2 separate regions of the Mus musculus genome follow, and region 2 is linked to region 1. A link is a contact called in public HiChIP or PLAC-seq data. All regions are on one chromosome and are shown on one strand. Each heading gives the region's core, a stretch centred on a gene start, on an enhancer-like site or on the middle of the called end of the contact. The rest is flanking DNA. Distances are from core to core; before and after follow the strand shown.

The links. HiChIP or PLAC-seq counts read pairs in DNA pulled down with a chosen protein or histone mark.
Region 2: an H3K4me3 HiChIP or PLAC-seq map of embryonic stem cells shows a contact between it and region 1, with 3 times the contacts expected there. The contact joins the promoter of Ppl here to the enhancer-like site in region 1. A contact is called at or near these places in 2 of 39 promoter capture datasets (embryonic stem cells and pre-B cells) and 3 of 115 datasets of contacts at active chromatin or transcription factors (embryonic stem cells, extraembryonic endoderm stem cells and pancreatic cancer cells).

What each region holds. Positions count from the first base shown.
Region 1 is chr16:4,585,149-4,588,175 of GRCm38.p6, forward strand. No RefSeq gene overlaps it. Among named protein-coding and RNA genes, the nearest start is that of D330022H12Rik, 7.6 kb to the right of the region's middle. Within about 2 kb of position 1,588, at least 277 of the 459 cell types and tissues checked have an H3K27ac peak or open chromatin away from gene starts, as enhancers often do. A contact at or near this core is called in embryonic stem cells, extraembryonic endoderm stem cells, pancreatic cancer cells and 1 more, where this site is marked.
Region 2 is chr16:5,130,831-5,134,083 of GRCm38.p6, forward strand. Ppl (periplakin) reads right to left here and starts at 1,651. Exons shown (of 22, transcript NM_008909.2): 1 at 1,452-1,651. The coding sequence starts at 1,513.

The DNA.
Region 1 (3,027 bases), core at 338-2,837:
CCATCCATCCCTCTAGCCCCTAGTGTCCCCGCCACTTCCCCACTCCCACTCTTCTTCCCTCCCTCCCTAAAGCTACTTTTACCTGACTGCATACCCTGGAGAGGTGACAGCTCTTTCCAGACAATAAAAGCATCTTCCAGAAGAAGATATCTATGATGGCTGTTTTAGTCAGGGTTTCTATTCCTGTACAACATCATGATCAAGAAGCAAATTGGGGAGGAAAGGGTTTATTCAGCTTACAGTTCCACATTGCTGTTCATCACTGAAGAAGTCAGGACTGGAACTCAAACAGGTCAGGAAGCAGGAGCTGATGCAGAGGCCATGGAGGGATGTTCTTTACTGGCTTGCTTCCCCTGGCTTGCTCAGCCTGCTCTCTTATAGAACCAAGACTACCAGCCCAGAGATGGTCCCACCCACAAGGGGCCTTTCCCCCTTGATCACTAATTGAGAAAATGCCTTACAGTTAGATCTCATGGAGGCATTTCCTCAACTGAAGCTCCTTTCTCTGTGATAACTCCAGCTGTGTCAAGTTGACACAAAACTAGCCAGTACAATGGCTTAGCCACACCCTTATTCTGTGTAGGGTGCCCTTTACTGGGACAGGTCCACAGAAGCAGTGCCTGCTCATCTTTCATCTCTGGGGATAGGTCAGTCTCTGCTCCTAGCCCTAGCATTGAGAGTGGGAAGGGAGGACTAGAGGGTCTCTCTCTGGTTGAGGTCATCTAAGTCTGGTCTCCACAGCAGGTTCAGGCAGTGATGTCAGCCATCAGTCTCAATCCCGGATGATATCTACCTATAAAGCTACGTGACCTCAGGCAACTAACTTAATCTTCCTGAGCCTGATTTCCTTCCAGATAACAAGAGAGAGCACTCACTTCCAGCTGTCTTGATAAAACAAAACAAAAACCAAACAAACCAAAACCCATAAAACACTTATCACCTGCTCAAAACAATAAGCCTTTGCATCATAAGTCCATTCTCTTTCTGCACTCCAGCCACACCAGGCAGCACTTTCGACCAAATGCATTCAGGTGGTCTGTTCCCCTGCTTCCTTCGGGTCTTTTTGGACAGGATTTCAAGTGGTTCACGTTGCCCTCAAAATCGCTACACAGCCGAGACCTTGAATCCTGGTGCTCCTGCCTCTAGAGAGCTGGGATTACAGGTACGCGCGAGGCCAGCCCTGGTTTTATGTGATGCTGGGCAGTACTTTACTACTGAGCTACATCTCTAAGCTCCTTCCTTAAGTCACCTTCTCAGCTACTCTTCCGTTTCTGTCTTGTTTCTGCCAGCCTACTGGTTGTATTTTTTTGGGCGGTGGTCCATTGGAACTGGAACCAAAGCCCCAGGGCTGTTCTACTTTTTACGCTGGAGCCGAAAGAAGGAATCCCTATGGCCTCTCCTGCAAGTCAGACTTGCGTGAGGGGGGCGGACAGGGACAGAGTGGAAGAGGACCGCGGGACAAAGCTTAGCCACACCTACGGACTGCCGCGAGCTCCTCCCCGCGACAGGCAGTGGAGAACACACAAGAGGTCAGCTCTCGGGCGCTCCCGGCCGGAAGGAGGCCTCTTACCGGCCGGAGGGGCGGGACGCCCGAGGCTAGCCAACGCCCCCAGCTGCAGGCTCTCTGTGTGGGGCGGAGCTAGCAGGGCTGGGATATGCTAACACTTCCGCGCCCAGTCGCCTCATTCATATTTATGAGCCGGTGGGGGCGGGGCCCGGCTCGCCCTCAGTGCCCCGCCCCCGGCCTGGGATTCCCGCCTCCGCGGAGGCTCCAGCCCCAGCGGGGCGCCCCCGGCTTCCGCTTTGGGGAGGGAGTTTCCACTTGGTCACGACTCAAAAATGTGTCGCGGCCGCTCCTCCCTGCCCCAGGGTGTGTCTGTGGGGTCTCCTCCTTGCGAGGGAAGGAGCAAAGAGGCTAAGGAAAGGATTGCACCTCTCCCCTGGGAAAGGACAGAGAAAACGCTGGGCAGACCCGCTGCTAGTTGTGTTGCTGCCTGTAATTAGTCTTTTCTTTATTCAGGAGAGGGGTTTCAAACTCAGTACCTCAAGCATGCTAGGCCAGCATTCTACAACTGAGCTAGACCTTTGGTTGTATTTTCCTTTCTTGTCAGGCCCCGTACCCGCTATATGAACTACCTTTTAAACCACCCAACAAGAAATCAACAATTAAATTTTAAAAGTTCACTATTTCACTGATATACAGTGTTCTCACACAAGAAGTTCAAGGACAGCCGAGATTTGATGAGATAACACAGTGGCCCTCCAGGTAGCTGGTGCTTGACCTCCCATCCCTTCATAACCAAGGCTTTCAGTAAGGCCCTCCTGCCTTGCTGTGTGCAGCCAAGGGGCAACTTGTCTCAGTGTTTAAGTCCCAGGGAAGCCAAAGCACCAATGTTTCTTATGCAAGGACAGACTTCTTAGGCAAAATAAAAAGGCAGGCGCTGGGGACAGCCAGACATTCCAACCGGCTGTCACTTCAGTGTGCCAGCACAGTAACTGCATGGGCTGCATGTCCACGAAGCCAGACTGCTGAAAGATCCCAGCCAGGGCCTTTTCTAGGGTGGAGTAGCCACTGTGGATAGCGCCACTTGCTGTGTTATTCTCCCCTTGGAGCATCCAGGGCCTTTAGTGAGAGTGTGTTCTGGGTCTACCAGACTTAGCCAGGGGTTAAGGGTATGTGTCCTGGACATTTTCTCCTTGGCCTTACAGGCACTGTATAGTCATGCCCAGGGTAGGTCTTAATTCTTACTCTAGGCCTGCTTTTTCTCCTGGATAATGGTATGAGGAACAGCCAGGGCCACTTCCAGAATAAACACTCCACCCATAGGCAGCACCAGCCCTGCAGACTCAGCAGGGCCAGCAGCAACCAACAAATTGCTGGAGTGTTGCTCACTGCTCACAGTACCCATTACAGAAGGTTAATAAGTCATCCGCTCTGTTCCTCCTATTGCCCCTTCTACCTAGGCCTTGCCAACATGGCTTGTAGCATTAAGAACAAGAGAAACCATTTGTTTCCTTATCTTTTCC
Region 2 (3,253 bases), core at 401-2,900, 550 kb after region 1:
GCCTTTGCTGTTAGGTCCAAGCCCAGGCACTCCAGGCTGGAGGGCTGCAGTGTAGGGGTGGGACTTGGCCCAGCTCCTGGGATGTGTGACTCTCCTCCTGGTGAGGACTACAGGGGCCTGACCCCTTGTGGGGCTGGCACAGAGTGTGTCCGATTGTGCAATACTCAAGAGAGCAGCCCAAGGACTGGATAGGACCCCAACTGGCTCTGACAGCCAGCTGGATCAGCCACAGAGGAACAGTACGAAGGGCCCTGCCCAGCCTCTGGGGTTGTGAAAGACTGAAAGACAGAGTTGATGAGGAGAAGAAACGAGAGGGGAGGGGACCGTAGAACAAGGGAAGAAACTACGCTGAGCATCAAACAGCCCTGTCAGCGGGACTACAGGAAAGCAGACTTTCAGAAAACATAAGAATACCCAGGCCACACTCCAGGCTGCAGTGCCCAGGGCACCCGTCTCAGTAGGTGGGTCTGGGTTGAAAGGCAGAACAACAGTCAGTGGGAAAGCTCCGGGGCCAGAATCTCTTGTCTTGCCTCCATCTGGAATCTGGGGAGTGGGGAGGAACTGTTCATGGGCCAGTGAAGGAGCCCAGCTAGGTGCTGAGCCAGGTGAGTGCTTGCCACTTCTCATCTGCCTAAAGTTATTTGGAGGGACCACCCCCACTTCCTCTAGAGGGATGCCAAGGCAGAGGAACGAATTCCACCCCTCCCTCAATCTCAGCAACATTACCAGTCTCCCCCAAACCGGTTATTAACCGAATGAATACATTAGGCTTATCAAAACCGACGTGGGCTGTCTCTCCATCCAGACACATCAAGACATGTCATTCGCTTCTCAGGCGGCCCTGAGAACTCAGAGATCGCAGACGCGGCCAGTTTCGGGGATAGGGGGGTGGGGAAGCGCCAGGAGCCACACCCCTGAGAAATCACGCAGTGAAAAATTGGTCTGTCCCCACCCAGCCGGGCCGAGCGGGAGTCTAGAGAGCCTGAGATTGCCTTAGCATGTCCCCCGGGGCCCCAGGACCCACCGCGGCCTCCGGCCTCCGAGTGCTCCAGCGCTGGCAGGCAGGTGCAGCCGGGGACAGGTGGCTCACCCTCGGAGCCACCAGATCTCACAACCCAACGCCAGCAGCAGCACCTGCACGGTCTACAATTCCCGCAGGAGATCACCCTACACACAACTTATTTTCCGAGTCCCAGGGTGGAAACACAACGTTTCATGACCGAGATTCCAGCTTCAGGACAACCTTGTACTCCTTACTCAAGTCCCCACCATCTAGGCCCCCAAAGTAGCGCATCATGGGGCTCTAGAGTCCCTCCTGTCACTCTTGGTGCCCCTTCCCAGCAGGGCAGAACTTTCCAGTTATAGAGGAACCTCCGCACAGCCTGCCCACGCATCCCCACTCCTGGCTCAGCCCTAGGTCTCCCTCATCCTAACCCAGGACGCCCCCTCACCTCCGCGTCTGCACCGTTGGGCTGTATTTGCCTTTGTTTCTCTTCCTGAAGAGCGAGTGCATGGTGGCGCTTGGGACAGAGGGACCTGGAACGCGGCGACGGACCCGGCGCGCACCGAAAGCGGGCGGCGGGCGCAGGTGAAAGAAGGCGGCGGAGGCGGAGGCGGCAGCGGCAGCGGCGCGCAGAGCCCCGTGTGCGGAGGGCCGCGGCTCTGGGTCACTACAGGAACAGGGCGGGGCGATCGCCGGCCACTTGCTTGCCTGCCGCACCCCGGGAAGGTGGCGCTTACCTTGCAGGCGGGGCTTCGGACGCGCTCCCTGGGTCCCCGCCGGACACCGCCCCTGTTGCCTGTTACTGCAGAGGCTGCGCAGCCTGTCGCCAGAACCTGGACGACTAGGCCACCTGCGCTAGGCCGCGCCCATCGTGCACATAGAGCCTGGCGCGCCCTCTGGCTGAAGGGTTTACCTGGGCAATCCCAAAACACCATGACACTCCTCTTGTGATGAGCCACAGGTGGAACCTCAGACAGGTGTGGGAGACCCGAGGTGGAAGTGGGGTCTCTGCTCCCTGCAATGTCAACAAATCACACTCAGCGGGACTGGCGATGGCCACAGCCATAGCACGCTACTGAATTGGATTCTTGTGGCCACCTATGGTCAGTTAGGACTTCTCTGAGAGTTGTTTTACTTACTGCCTCAGTTTCCTCCTTGGCCAAGAGAAGATTAACGACGACCCACATCCAGAAGGGCTATAGGAGATTCCTGTAGCTAATTCACCAAAGAGCTTGGCACACAGTGGCACTCCAACAGGCAGGGAAACAGCCGGGGAGGACATAACTATCCCTTGAAACGTTCATAACCCCGGGCCTGGTATGATAGAGACTTAATGGTGGATCATAGAAACTAGTTCTGGCTGAGAAACAGCAATGTTGCATAGTCCTGCCCGCATGTCCCGGAGTGAGGCTGGGCTGGGGGCTGTGGGAAACGTGGAGCTTTACCCATTCAGATCTGTACCCACATCTCACACTCATGAGCTGCCATAAGGGACGCAGCCCTGGTTTTGTTGGCTAATGGAAAACACTCTGGGTAAGAGCTAGAGTGAAAGAGAGACAGCTGAGAGAACTCAGTGCTACCCTGGGGTGGGGGTGGGGGTGGGTGGGAGCTCATGGGGAGAGGTGAGCTGCAGAGACTCTGGTGACAGCCAAAGAGCTTACAGTTCAAGTAGGGGAGATGAGATCTTGAGAATGGAAAGGGACAGTCACTGTGGGACTTGCTCACACTGTCAAGAGACTGGGGATCCAAGCTCAGCTGTCTGACTCCAGTCTCTGTCCCACAGGATTAGAATAAGGAGGTTGGTGTTCAGGGCTGGGGGGCTCAGTAGCTAAGAGAACGCACTGCTCTTGAGAGGGCCCTGTTAGTTCCCAGAACCTGTTAGGCAGATGTAGCACCAGGGGATTCAATGACTTCCTCTGGGCTCCCCAGGTGCCCACTTTCATGTGCACACACCATGCACACACCACACACACCACACACACACATGCACATACCACACACACACACACACACACACACACACACACACACACACACACACACACACACATATATATATATATATATATATATATATGTTATAAAATGTAAATGGCCGAGCAGTGGAAATAAATAAATAAATGTAAATAACTTTGGAGGTTAAGAAAAGATATTCAGTGCCCGGGAGTTGGTGGGCAGGAATACCTGTACAGTATGCTTTGTATACATAGAAGGCTTCTGGAAGGATCCATGCGAAACTGTTAGCCTTGA